Regions from separate parts of the Sus scrofa genome. Here all the other regions are linked to region 1. The links are chromatin contacts, called in public Hi-C maps. All regions are on one chromosome and are shown on one strand. The core of a region is the stretch at or near the end of the contact, and the rest is flanking DNA. Distances in the headings are between cores, read along the strand shown.

Region 1 (3,413 bases), core at 349-2,848:
CTGCAGACTTATCCTGCTCTTGGATATGTCCCTTCCCAAATATGGACTAATTCTTTCACCAATGATCAAGATGGGATACATTGAGAAGGTGCCTTTCTTAGGAGCATTTCTTGCATCCTTAAAATGCCAAGATTCCTAAGCCATCCTTGGTGACTTTGAACCAAGGCAACACAGAGGTCAGTTAGCTGCCTTATTTTATTCCCTGGTGGGATGAGATCTAGTACTGAAAATACTGCCCATATTGACCCACCCATGAAATGTAGTAAGTAAATAACCACCCTTTTATTCTCTAACTCAGCATGTTGGAAAATACTTTCCCTTGACCCCTGCAGCCCATCATGCTTCACATCCAGCCATCATCCAGCCCCTGAAGAATCACTTTTTTTCGGCAGGACGTAGCCAACAGAGGGGCCAAAACTTTGTCCACCTTTCAGTGGAAATTAACCTTTTTTTCTCTAAAGAGATTCCCTCAAACACAGCAGTAGGTCCGCCTAGAGGGCTTGGTGGAGGCGTCGGCCAACCTGCAGGTTTCCCTTTGACCTTGGTTATGACCGAGAGTGTCGCTGTTAATTGCGAGGCTCGCCTCAAGGTAGAAAATAGCATCAGTTTCCACTGCCACCCCAGAGAAGCTAAGTTCTGCTGCCAGGCTCTGGCAGTGAGACAGTCCCTTCCAAGCTCTCTGGCCACCCAGAGCTGCTCGGAGGCCGCCTACAGGTGCAATTCAGGCACTGCGGCCTGGGCGGCGGGACCGGGAGGGTGCGAGCCCTAGCCCATCAGCATCTCTGCCTGGGCAGGACCCCCGCGTGCCCGCTGCCCTCTGGCCTCGTCTGGCTTCCCCTCCTCTGCCCCGGCGCGGTTTGGAAAGGAAGCTGGGAGCCCTCTGAGGCTCCGCAGACTCGGATTTGGGAGGGGGTGGGGCGCGGCCGAGGCTTCCCCTCGAATCTGCGGCCAGCTCGGCTCCGGGAAAGTTTTTCAAAGTTCCCAGCAGCGCCTGCCCAGGTCGCCTCTGCCCGGCAAGCAGACGGCGGCCAGCGCGCCAGCCTCGCCGCCGCCGCTTCTGCCGCCAGCTGCGCGCTCTGGGCGGCTTGCTCACTCGCTCGCGGGAAGCGGGCCGGGCTCCCGGAGGGCAGGCCCTCCTACAGGGGCGAAAGCCGCGGCTGACGCAGGCAGCACGGAAGGCGGAAGCCGCCCCGCTCCGATCGCTCAGGCAGTGCCGAGGCGCCTACACCTGGGGCTCCGACAGGAGGCCAGAGGCGCTCGGCGCGAGGTGCCCAAGGGGGCGGTCCGCGCAGGGGGCCCTGGGCGTCAAACTGGCCCCGCGCGTCCCTGAGCAACGGAGCCTTCATGTTCCTTCCAGCCTCCTGCCCTTCTTCCCGCCTGGACCCAAACACCCGAGGGCAGGGGTCTACGCTGGGCCCTCAGACGTCTACGTGGCCCTGCGCGTCTCCCACCCTCAACCCCTTCTAAGTTCTTTCCAGTACTCCCCCTCCCCATCCTTTGGGAGGGAAGGGGCGTGTCGCTGGTGGTCACGCCCCTCATGAATATTAATAAGCACGCATGCGCCTGTCCTGCGCGCTGGGTAGAGGTGGCCAGCCCCAGCCGCGGCTCCCAGACGGGCTCTCTGAGTCCCTCTCCGAGAGCCGGGCGGGCACGCGTCATTGTGTTACCTGCGGCCGGGCCGCGAGCTGGGCTCGGGTTTTTATTTTTTTATTTTTTTTCCTTCCTCCCCTCCCTCCCTCCTTTCTGAGCAGCTGATCTGAAAGGGAATAAAAGGCTGCGCATAATCATAATAATAAAAGAAGGGGAGCGCGAGAGAAGGAAAGAAAGCCGGGAGGTGGAAGAGGAGGGGGAGCGCCTCAAAGAAGCGATCAGAATAATAAAAGGAGGCCGGGCTCTTTGCCTTCTGGAACGGGCCGCTCTTGAAAGGGCTTTTGAAAAGTGGTGTTGTTTTCCAGTCGTGCATGCTCCAATCGGCGGAGTATATTAGAGCCCGGACGCGGCGGCCGCAGGGGCAGCGGCGACGGCAGCACCGGCGGCAACACCAGCGGCAGCACCAGCGCGAGCAGCAGCGGCGGCGGCGGCGTCCCGAGTGCCCGCGGCGCGCGGTGCAGCGATGCGGTCCCCACGGACGCGCGGCCGGCCCGGGCGCCCCCTGAGCCTCCTGCTCGCCTTGCTCTGCGCCCTGCGAGCCAAGGTAGGAGTCTACCCGGCCCCCCTCCCAGCCCGCCCTCTCGTTTCCCTCGCGGCGCCTGGACGCCTGCGATTGAGCGCCTGTAGCAGCCTCGGGAGCCCCAGGGCTCCTGCTCCTGCCTGGGCCCCTACGCCCGAGAGGCTGCACCTGGGCTGTAGGAGCCCCTGGGCTCCTAAATGTACCCCCAGGCTGGGCAGGGCTTGCTTGCTCCCCGGGAACAGTCGTGTCGGATTTCTCCCACACTCCAGCCTCCTAAGCCCGGGAATCACGTTAAGCCCTTGCACCCAGTTTTGCAAAATTATCTTCACTTGGCGCCAAGGGCTCGTCGGGGCGGGCGGGGAAGGAGTCTCCACTTCCACCCTCGAAGAAAACAACTTTCCCCTGTGCTGACCTCCCTCCCTCCCCTGCCGGCAGGTGTGCTGGGCCTCCGGTCAGTTCGAGTTGGAGATCCTGTCCATGCAGAACGTGAATGGGGAGCTGCAGAACGGGAACTGCTGCGGCGGCGCCCGGAACCCAGGGGACCGCAAGTGCTCCCGCGACGAGTGTGACACGTACTTCAAAGTGTGCCTCAAGGAGTACCAGTGGCGCGTTACGGCCGGGGGGCCCTGCAGCTTCGGCTCGGGGTCCACGCCTGTCATCGGGGGCAACAACTTCAACCTCAAGGCCAGTCGCGGCAACGAACGCAACCGCATCGTGCTGCCTTTCAGTTTCGCCTGGCCGGTGAGTGACTGCCGGGCCGGCCTGGGGTCCGCACCCGCGAGCGGAACCCTGATTTCTCTTGAGAGAGGAGAGGGATTTACAGCGCCTTGGCTGGAAACTCGGCATTAACCCAGGACGTCTTTGGGGTGGGGTGTTAGGGAGCTGAGACTGTGTAGCTAGATCTCAGCAGGCCCCAGTCCCAGTCCTTTTTGCTAAGAGCACACAAGTGAGACCCCAGAGGGGATTGTGGGGCGAGGCTCCCAGGAAGGCCGGTTGAAACTTGCAACTTGAAGGCCCCAGAGTAGCCGCCCGAGCCAGGAGGTCATTATAGATGATCTTTGCTCAACCAATTAAACCTGATGCGCAGTGGAAGGCGGCTCTGCACAATTCTGGCCTTCGAACGCCGTCCAAATTGGCACCTTCCCGTTTCCCGTGAGCAGCCGAGAAGGCGGGTGTGTCCTTCCTGGAGGGTGTGGGGAGCCCGCTTCCCGCTGCTCCCCGGGAGATTTCGGTGCGTGCGGGG
Region 2 (3,413 bases), core at 413-2,912, 860 kb before region 1:
CATGGATACTAGTCAGATTTGTTTTTGCTGAGCCATGACAAGAGCTCCATGTGTTGGGTCATTGTAAACTTGCAATTATTTTTCCAACCAAGGTGGAAATAGGAAGCAAGAAATAAGGTATGAGAGCCATCTTCTGGAGAGATCTGTCAACAACCTTCCTGAAATGCGTACCTCTTCCACTGTCTTCCTCCTCTGGCACTTCTGCCAAAGCTAAACCCACAGTCCATGACCTACTTCAATGAAAGGAAGACCGGCCATGTAGTAGCCCAGCTCAGACCTCTTACAATCATTCCTAGCTCCTAGGTCTCTCTCATCCATACATCTAACCTGTCCTTAAATTCTGTCAGTTATCTCCTTCCCACCACCAATACCTTTATACAATTCCTCACCATTGACTATCTGAACTACTTTTTTTTTTTTTTTGGTCTTTTTGGGGCCTCACCTGCGGCATATGGAGGTTCCCAGGCTAGGAGTCGAATTGGAGCTGTAGCCACAGCCATAACAATACAGGATCTGAGCCTCATCTGCAGCCTACACCACAGCTCACAGCAATGCCAGATCTTTAACTCACTGAGTAAGGGCAGGGAACGAACCTGTATCCTCATAGATTCTAGTCAGATTCGTTTCTCCTGAGCCATGACAGGAAGTCCACCATCTGTACTATTGACCAAGCCATCTGTAAGGTTTCCCACCTCTAGTATTAACTCTATCTAACCCATATGGATAATGCCTTTAAATGCACATTTCTAAGTTTATCTTCCCTAACAAATTTGCTGGTTCTCTGATTTAAAGGCGTTCACACATGCCATTGTAGAAGGCTGATAATGGCTCCCACAGGTATGTCCACATCCTCATCTCCACAACCTGTGCACATTACCTTATTTGGGAAAAAAAGGATCCTTGCAGATACAGTTAAATTAAGGATCATGAGGATATTTCAGATTATTTAGGGGGACCCCAGATGCTGTCACATGTATTATTAGAGAGAGAGAGACTAATAAAGGAGGATGATATGAAGACAGAGCAGAAAGAGATGGGACCATGGCCAAGGTTTACTAATAGCTACCAGAACATGGGATAAGATAATAAATTATCATCTTAAGGCACACAGTTTTTGGTAATTTGTAAAGCAGCCCCACAAAACCAGTAAACCCATTGTCCTTTTAAAAAAAAAAATAAAGGCCCAACTATTTTTATATGATTCAAGGCCTGTCGTAATCTGGACCCTGCCTTCATTTCGTAACCTAATCTCTCTCATCATTTCCCCAAATGAACTCCGTGCTTTAGTGACTGGGGGCGACTGGAAGGTCTTGAATTGTGCCATTTCCTTCCTCAGCTTCCTGCAGTGACGTAAGCTCTTAGATTTCTCCAGAACTACCAAACTCCTCTGGAGGTATAACAGTCAGCTTAAGTGTCCTAGAAAATGTGTGCATGGATCATGACCTTTCTTCTGGCTGGAGATGGGAGGGGAATGTGGAGGGACAATCTGAACTTCTAAAAACAAAACTAATTAGATAGGGATGTTTGTGTAAAAATGCATTGACATATGTGTGACTTACTCTCACTCAAGTATGAACTTTTCAAAAATGTATCCGCAGTTTAGCTTGCACTTATCAGATTTATAATGACTGTGCTAAGTCGTTCTGAGGGTGATGACTAATGCTCCAGGAAGGGGATTTCTCACATTCTTAAGGATTAATCCTTGCAGATACATGGCTAGTGTGATAGAGTATGTAGGTATTCAACTCGGATTTTATGTCCCCACTTTGAAAGGCTATGTATGTATGATTCTTGGGGCAGTGCTGTCAGGAGAGGCAGAGGGCAGTAGAGGGGGCAGGGAGGGAACTGAGCAGAATGTGGTCATAGCCAGAGCCTACCTTCAGCTGTTCCCAGAGGAAGCCTTGGCCCAGATGCTCCCACCTGAAGCACAAGGGCTTGTACTTTGTACCTCCTTGCCAGTCAGTCTGTGGCTGCTGCTGGGGAAGAAAGGACAACTGTGAGCCATTAATGGCCAGTACTCTATTTTTAATTTGAGGACCCTCCATACTGTTTTGTATGGTGGCTGTGCCAATTTACACTCCTTCCAACAGTGCCACAAGGGTTCCCTGTTCGCCACGTCCCTGCCAACACCTGTTGTCTTTTGTTTTGATAACAGCTGTACCAACAGTTGTGTTAGCTCTTTGTGGTTTTGGTTTGCATTTCCCTGATTATTAATGATTTTGAACACCTTTTCATCGACCTTTGGCTATTTGTATGTCTCCTTTAGAAAAATGTCTATTCAGGTCCTTTGCTCATTTTTTTAATTGGAAGGAAGTTACAAAATAGGAAATGTGACCTAGGGCAAAATCTCAAACTTTGTGATGACCAGTCCTTACAGCCCAAGTCCACGATCAGCCAAGAACTGCATCAGTTATAAAAAAAAAAGAAAGAAAGAAAGAAAGAAAAAGGAGTTCTCATAGTGGTACAGTGGTAACAAACCCAACTAGTATCCATGAGGACTCGGGTTCGATCCCTGGCCTCAGTGGTTTAAGGATCTGCTGTGTCTATGGCATAGACTGGCAGCTACAGCTCAGATTCCACCCATAGCCTAGGAACTTCCATATGCTGTGGTGCAGCCCTAAAAAGACAAAAAAAAAAAAAATCTGATTTATCTAAACCCCTCTCATGCAATATAATAAAAAATGCAAAGGTCGCATCAAAGAGTTGGAATCTCTCGAGTAGAAAATCCTTTCTCCCCAGCTTTTAATGGAATGCACCCATGAGGGCATTAATGAACGAATGAATGAGTGTCCGAAAACCTAAAGGGGCGGTGAACACCTGCTCTGGTAGTTTCCTAAACCTCTGTGGAAGTGCTGCGGCTCTTTGGTGAAAGTGCACCATGAAGCAAAGAGTGTGAAAGTCACCTCTCCCTTTAAACATCCTTGTGCAGCATCAGGGACAAACTCCAATTCTTCTTCCATGAAGCTTCTTGTGGAAGTTGACTAAATCCCCTGGAAGGGATTTTCCTCTTCACTAAACACTGTGTTGTCTGAATAATTTATTTCACTTTTATCAAACAACTAAGAGATCAGAGTCGCTGCTGCTGAAATAAGAGTGTTTTGAATGCTGCAGATAAGTCAAAATGACTGATAATAACATGAAAACAATCCTATTGTTAAAGGCAAAAGAGTCCGTAGGGAAGATATTACTTTAAAAAGTGAATTGATAAAGAGGAGGTGGGGAGGTCTGGACCTATTGAAGAAGAGCTGTGTTTGCTTCCTGCCATGTGTAATCTGTGTTACCGTCAGATACTTGGTGACATTGCAGTATCATAAATGGTATAATGCTGGTGGGTTGTGAAAGCCTTACAAAGTGCTGTTTATTAATATTATTATCATTGCTATGTTCCATGGCTCAAAGGATTATTCCTCTCT
Region 3 (3,413 bases), core at 661-3,160, 680 kb before region 1:
GAGCTTTCATATGCTGCTGGTGTGGCCCTAAAAGGACAAAAAAAAAAAAAAAAAAAGAATATGGCCTCAGAAAGGATCCTTACTGTTTCCCTATTTCAATCCTGTCTCTAAGCCCCTGTCCAGCCCTGGAGTTCTTGAGGTCTGAAGAACAGGCCCACTCATATCCTAAAGGGGCCATGGTACCCATGACTCTGTAAGAATTTTAACAGCCATTTGATTATTCTATAAAGCAACAAAAAATAACTTTAGAAAAACTCTGTAGTTTCCTTGTAAGGAAAGACTTGATTCTTGTCTAATGACTTATATTAAATGAAGAGCTCACATATTCCACTTAGTAGAGACTAGGCAGTCTTTACGTTTGCTTTAAATGACCTCCCCAAGGGCACTCTCCTCAAGTGTTAATTGGATACTGTAAAATGTGGCTATTCCTACTAGCATAGCTATTCTTACTTAAAATTGGCAAGTGAAACAGCAGAGGAGCTGCACAGAATCATATAACCAGTGAGATCACCCCAGAGGTAATGGTTGGCAGACTCCAGATTTCTCCAGGAGGCTGATTGAAAAATATGCTACATACTACTGTATCTATACTATATACATATACCATACTATACTAATATACTACTAGAGGGTTCACCTCCACCAGACCCCGCAGTGTTCTCTTGAGCTCCTAAGTCATTAGTCTTGAATCCAAGACTTCCTGCTTTCTCGAGAACCAAGCAATGGGTGCTTTTAGCCAGCAGTACCACCAGATGATGTGCTGTGGCCTCTTTAATGTAAGCTACTCAGTTTATCCTAAATGGATGGGCATGTTTTCTGCATTTGCAACTTGGATTCCAAGGCTGGGAATGGTCATGCTGAGGAAGCCTGAGTACAAAAGAAAAGGATAAAAGGGCAAAGGACCAAAACCAACAGGGAAAGGCAATTACAAGGTGTATTAATGTACACTAAGCAAAGGGAGGGATTCATTACACTTTCAGGGGTTTTGGGTTTTCTTTGGGGAATTTTTTTTTTTTTTTTTGCATGAAAGGTAGGGAGAAAGAACTGATATTTGTCAGTCTGAATTGGATAAGCGCAGTTGCAAAGAATAAAGGGAGCTTTTAGAAAGTGGGCAGCTGCAGCAAAGCCTGAAGCCATGGTACTTGATACTACAGTATACTCTCTTAGTGATTCTGGGCAGCTTTTGAGAACAACAGAGGCCAGGCATTCAGGGTGGAAAACAATGGCAAATGTCAAGAAGGAAAGAAAGAATCTACAGCTTAAAAGACTGTTGATTGACAAGTAAGACAGATCAAAGAGAGAAATTCATATCAGGTATTTACAATTGTAATGCTAATAGAGATCAATAATTATAAAAGGAAACTATAGCAGAAAAAGCCAATAGCTTTCAGTCTTAAATAAAAACAAACAAAAAAGAAATTGGTCAAAGACTGAAACATTCATTTCATGCATTCTGATTTTTTTTTCACTGTTTATTTTTTACTCAACTAATCAATGAATAGCAAGTTTCCTAAGTGTGTTTGAATTTCTTTGCCTTAGAAATGATCCAGTGGAAATATTTGTGGAGAAGCACAAGGTGGGGCTCATGTATAATCCACTACAAATCAAGCCTCAGAGACCATATCGAAGCGTGAGCTTTTGTGATTCACAGGAAATGTTTTGGGAGAAGCAAGATTCTGCAAATATACCACCTGGGCCTACTGGGCTTGTTTTCACTTCCATTGCACTTCCACTTGTGCCCCACACAGGTGTGGATGTACAAAGCTTCCTTGTGGCAGATTGGGAGGTCAGGCTTGAAGAAAAAACCCTGTTTTTGGAAACTTGCTCAGGCTTGCTTGAGACCAGGGTGGTTTAGAAGCCCAGGGAGAAATGTTGAAATCAGTCATTGCAAAATCACTTTTGCAATAAGTAATGAATAAAAACTGAAGGAAAATCTCTTCCCCCACCCCGCAAAGTAAAAATCTACCTTGGGACTTGTCTAAACAGCTCTTCAAAATAGAACTTTAAAGACAACATTAACCAAAGTGCTTCCCAGAGCCAAGGCCTGGACCTTTGGCCATTTTTTTTTTTCATTTTTTAAAGTTTTATTGCCGTATAGTTGATTTACAATGTTGTGATAAATTTTGCTGTACAGCAAAGTGATTCAGTTATACCTATATACACATCCATTCTCATTCAGCTTGTTTTCCCACAAACATTATCATAGAATATTGAGTAGAGTTCCCTGTGCTATACAGCAGGTCCCTGTCAGCCAATCATCCCATATACTTCAGTGTGCATATGCCAATCCCAAATCTCCAGTCCATCGCTCCAGTCTGTCTCCTTTGGTAACCATTGGCCATTATTGACTTATTCATTCAGTAAATATCTGCAAGGACATGACAGATGGTACGCAGAGCCCAGGGTAGCGCTGAGAAGAGAAGGATGGTGACTCTTTTCGTATGGCTCGGAGACACCAACTTAGATGTCAACTCCTCAGAGTCACTGTCTTACACTTTATCTCACCTGGCTCCACCTAAGTTATTCTTTACCTACACTTTGACCCTTCCATCGCATCCCTTGGTACACCTAAATTCTGCTATTTTTAAAAATGGTGCCCTGTCTCCACCTACTATAATATCACTGTGAAGGTCCATCTGAATTATTCAGTGTTGTTTGCCCAGCATGTAGAATGGTGCCCATGTAAGATACGATCTAAAAATGTCTTTACTAAGGAAATGAAGGAGGAAGGTACAAACCATCCAACAACCTTCCTGTTCAGATGCAATGTTATATATAAAGAGAGAACCGCAGGGAGTAAGTGAAATATCCTTAAGGAAAATCAATTTTTATGGAACTTAAACTTTAAAAAGCTCACTTCTGAAGAAGACTTCTGAGAAGACTTTCCCCCAGCTCTTAATGTACCTCCACTGGTTTGTGGATTCAGGTCAGTGTGAAAATTTCAAAATATTGTGGAAGCAATAACAAACTCTTATTTCAAAGTGACATTCTGGCCATAATATATTCTGATCAATAGGAAATGATAGAGTCAAAAATTATGTAAAATGCATATGGAAATCGAAAGCGTGGAGTTTCCTCATGGGTCAGCAAGTTAAGGATCTGGCATTGTCCCTACTGTGACAAGGGTTTGATCACTGGCCTGGGAAGTTCTGCATGTCATGGGCACAGCCAAGAAAAAGAAAAATGAAACTGTATCAAAGGAGACATTTGAAATGAGTAACAAAAAATTGTCAGATTATTTAACAAAAAGTTCTGGGAAAACTGCTTTGTCTTTCTGAAAGTTGGATCTCTTTCTTTCTCTTTATCCCAGAATAAATTGCACATTCAATTACTTTTTAATGTAATTAAAAATAAAGTTCTAGAAGAGAACATTGGTAATGTGTTATATAATTTGTAGTGGAAAATTTATATGA
Region 4 (3,413 bases), core at 630-3,129, 590 kb before region 1:
GAAAAATTTAAGGGTAGCATGTTTGGTGAGAAAGACCCTAAATGTGCATAATCTCCAAGTCAGAAAAGCAGTTGCTATTTATTTTTAAAGCAGATGTTTGAGTTTCAATTAGAAAATTATTTTTTGAAATACCAATCAGGTGGATTCTATGTAATTACTGAAGCGTGTAAGATGAAATGTACCTAAAGATCAGCATCAAAATAAAGTGAATCAGGAGTTCCCGCCATGGCACAGTGGGTTAAAAATTATGTATGGGGTCGCTTTAGCTATTGTATTAAGATAATGGAGGAATTGGAAGGGTCCATGGATTTTTATTCTAATCTTATATGCAGTTCCAAACCATAGAGAAATTTTGAGTGAAGTAGTCATATCATCTGTGCTGTGTTTTAGGAATATAATAGCAGGCAGCACATAAATGGGTCTTGTGGCCTGAATTGTGCCCCTTCAACTTCTTATACTGAAGTCCTTATCCTCAATCTCAGAATGTGACTGTATTTGGAGACATGGACCTTAAAGAGGTTAACTGAGTTAAAATGAGGTCATTTAGGTGGGCCCTGATCCAATGTGACTGGTGTGTTTAGAAGAGAAAATCTGGACTCACATCCCCACACACAGGGAAGACCATATGAGGACCAAGCAGAGAGGCCTCAGAAGAAATCAACCCTGCTGACACCTTGATCTTGAATTTGTAGCCTCCAGACTGTTGAGAAAATGACTTTCTACTGTTTAAATTACCCAATCTATGATACTCGGCTTTCCAGTGCTTGCAAATTAACCCAGTTGGTCTGGCACTGATTTCAACTTGGTTTGACAACCTATGTGCAGCAGGATAGGGATAAAATTTCTTCTTAATAAATTCATGTGACATGCTTGAAAAGCTTAACTTTCTCCAACCTTTGGAGGGCCTTTAGCAACGAAATTTTGATAACTGAGAGGACTCAAGTTTCAGGCATATGATCTCTTGAAATGCCCAGGACATGACTTCTTTGAATCTAAAAATGTCAGTCCATGTTGTTGAGTTAAAACACAGAAGGGTAGCATTTCAGTTATCTGGTACCAAAGTAACAAACTATCACAGATATTAGTGGCTTTCTACAGAAATTTTGTGGTTTTGCTTTTGCTTTTCTCATGAAGCTACAGGTAGACTGAGCAGTTCTGTTAACCTGGGCCAGGGTTGGCTGATTTCGGCTCCAGTCACTCATTTGTCAATAGCCAACCAGCAGGTGGGCTGGAATCTGGCTGGTCTAGGTTAGCCTTGGCCAAGATGACTTGACTCTGCTGCATGAGATGAGACTGTCATCCTCCAGCAGGCTAGCCTAGGTTTGCTATCACAGAAAAGCAGAGGAGTAAAAGAGATGGCCAAAGAATGTATGGGCTCTTGATGCCTGGATCCCCAACTGGCACAAAATTACTTCTGCAACATTATATTGCACAGAGTAAGTTACGTGCCCAAACCCAAACTCAAGAAGTGAGTGAAAGAGACCCCACCCTTTAATGGAAGTAGCTGTAAAGTCCCATTGCAAAGGGCAGGGATTCAGGGAGCAGTTTTTACAAAAAAAAAAAAAATAGTGGGGTGCCATTTTCACAATCAGTCAAAGGTAGTTGATTTCCAGTGGTGGCTAGAACCACAGCATAACTGAGTTACCTTAAAAGGGAACACCCAGCTGGATCCTCCATCCAATGAAGGAATTCCCCTAAATTAAACACAAAGACAAAGCAAAAACCGTCAAAGAAGATTCCCACCAATGACCATTTGACCTGACTTTTCTCATTAGGCAAAAAGAGGAAAAACATTGAAGCTCTTCCACCCTGCTGTTCCTCTCACAGTTTATCTGGCTTCTGCTATGAGTCACAGCTGACTGAGGGGTGGGGGTGGGTCATGAGTCATGGCCTAAAACAAAGATAGAATTTGATGGGGGTGGACCAGAAGGCGGGACAGAAGACACTGCAAGTTCAAGCATTATCTCAGCATTTCGGGTGATTTCTTCTTTCCTGCAGCTGGGAAAATTGGGCAGAGTGCCCTCTTCTGAAATCCAAAGGACATCTCACAGGGGCCCCATCCAGCTGGGTTGAAGGGACTCATACCTTGGTGTCCCCTAGAGTGGAATTGCTAATTTCAGAAGTGTTTGTAACATTGCCCTCAAGGTGCTACCTTTCATCCCCATGTGCCTGGTCAACAGACCATTCCATCCTGCCATACCCCTGAGCAAGTTACCTGATTAGTTTGAGAAGTTAATATTTAGAAAGACTTGTGGTCACCTATGGTTTCCTGCAAGAAAGAAAAAATAAGCCCATGTTATCTATTCACCCACTCCCACATATATTTGCAGTTAGCAAGTTTTAAAAAGATCTTTGGCTCAATGACAATAGAGCTTCACTATAGTAGGAATTTGTTTTCAGCTATTACTCTCTATTTTGATGTGGCTGCACAGTAGCCAGCCTGGCGCAAACAAATATTTGTGCATCTGGCTTCACGCAATTAACACGTTCTCCTACCCTGAAGTAAATGACAATGCTGTGACCCCTAAAGAAATCTGGAAACAAAACTCCTGAGTGTTTGCCAAATAAGGTGACTCCCAGCCTTAAGATGCTGAACTTTGGAAGGACTGTCATTGAAACAAAGGCAAGGCATGGTTGGCTCCCATTCAACCTGGTCAACAACATCCTTCAGTACAGGACGTGGCATCATTTTGATTCACAGCAGAATAAAAGGAATCTATTTGTATATTTGGAAGTTCGAGTGAGGATTTCCTGAGTTCCTGATGAAGTCATTCGTGCCTTACAACAGCCTTGCTTGTCCCCCCAGAGTTAGAACCGGGTCACCATTTCCATGCAAGTGTGTGAGCTTGCTCTCCCTCGCTTATGTGTGCATGTGTGTGAGCGCGCACACACACAGACTCATTTCATCTCACCATCTACTTAAAACTCAGTCGCACATAATCTTCCCTTGGATTAATGCTGGCATCAAATCAAAATTTTGGTGCAAAAGGAGAATTCTTCAAGCTAATCTGTATTTGCACTGCCTGTCAATGAGAGAGTGCCTTTTGTTAAATCACTTAAGTACATGTGTCCTAGACATAGTACTTAATGGGAACAGAAACAGAGAAAAATGTTGACTGCTGGTATCCGGGAAAAATGCCACTGGCCTCATAAGCTTCTTCCCACAGAAATAGTCACAAACAAAAGATAATCTGACTTTGAACTCTAAAACGCTTGCTTTTCTATGATGCAGTTCTTCAAAGAACATCTTAGGGTGTCATCACTGATCTGTGATCGGCTTGCCGTTAAGTTCTCACTGCTGTTAATACTATTGCTCTGCAAAGACTATGGATTCCACCAAAGGATGGTCCTCAGGCTTAGACTCAGGACCATGTACCTTTCCTGTCTTGTCCATGTCACAGGGTGAGGGACTG

The links. A called contact is a pair of places that touch in the nucleus more often than the background predicts.
Region 2: a contact with region 1 is called in a Hi-C map of embryonic fibroblasts, with 2.6 times the contacts expected there. The contact joins the enhancer-like site here to the promoter of JAG1 in region 1. A contact is called at or near these places in 3 of 5 promoter capture datasets (fetal liver, fetal skeletal muscle and liver), 12 of 47 Hi-C or Micro-C datasets (embryonic fibroblasts, fetal heart ventricle, fetal skeletal muscle and 6 more) and 1 of 2 datasets of contacts at active chromatin or transcription factors (skeletal muscle).
Region 3: a contact with region 1 is called in a Hi-C map of retroperitoneal adipose tissue, with 1.8 times the contacts expected there. The contact joins the enhancer-like site here to the promoter of JAG1 in region 1. A contact is called at or near these places in 4 of 47 Hi-C or Micro-C datasets (embryonic fibroblasts, liver, omental adipose tissue and 1 more).
Region 4: a contact with region 1 is called in a Hi-C map of omental adipose tissue, with 2.1 times the contacts expected there. The contact joins the enhancer-like site here to the promoter of JAG1 in region 1. A contact is called at or near these places in 3 of 5 promoter capture datasets (fetal skeletal muscle and liver), 19 of 47 Hi-C or Micro-C datasets (embryonic fibroblasts, epiblast stem cells, fetal heart ventricle and 12 more) and 1 of 2 datasets of contacts at active chromatin or transcription factors (skeletal muscle).

What each region holds. Positions count from the first base shown.
Region 1 is chr17:19,627,844-19,631,256 of Sscrofa11.1, reverse strand. JAG1 (protein jagged-1) reads left to right here and starts at 1,598. Exons shown (of 26, transcript XM_005672699.3): 1 at 1,598-2,194; 2 at 2,606-2,911. The coding sequence starts at 2,114.
Region 2 is chr17:20,492,245-20,495,657 of Sscrofa11.1, reverse strand. The region is part of intron 1 of LOC110257380 (a long non-coding RNA gene); the gene reads left to right. Among named protein-coding and RNA genes, the nearest start is that of TRNAC-ACA, 330 kb to the right of the region's middle. Within about 2 kb of position 1,662, at least 8 of the 83 cell types and tissues checked have an H3K27ac peak or open chromatin away from gene starts, as enhancers often do. A contact at or near this core is called in embryonic fibroblasts and retroperitoneal adipose tissue, where this site is marked.
Region 3 is chr17:20,311,273-20,314,685 of Sscrofa11.1, reverse strand. All of the region lies in intron 2 of LOC110257380 (a long non-coding RNA gene), which reads left to right. Among named protein-coding and RNA genes, the nearest start is that of TRNAC-ACA, 150 kb to the right of the region's middle. Within about 2 kb of position 1,910, at least 5 of the 83 cell types and tissues checked have an H3K27ac peak or open chromatin away from gene starts, as enhancers often do. A contact at or near this core is called in omental adipose tissue and retroperitoneal adipose tissue, where this site is marked.
Region 4 is chr17:20,219,872-20,223,284 of Sscrofa11.1, reverse strand. The region is part of intron 2 of LOC110257380 (a long non-coding RNA gene); the gene reads left to right. Among named protein-coding and RNA genes, the nearest start is that of TRNAC-ACA, 57 kb to the right of the region's middle. Within about 2 kb of position 1,879, at least 12 of the 83 cell types and tissues checked have an H3K27ac peak or open chromatin away from gene starts, as enhancers often do. A contact at or near this core is called in omental adipose tissue, where this site is marked.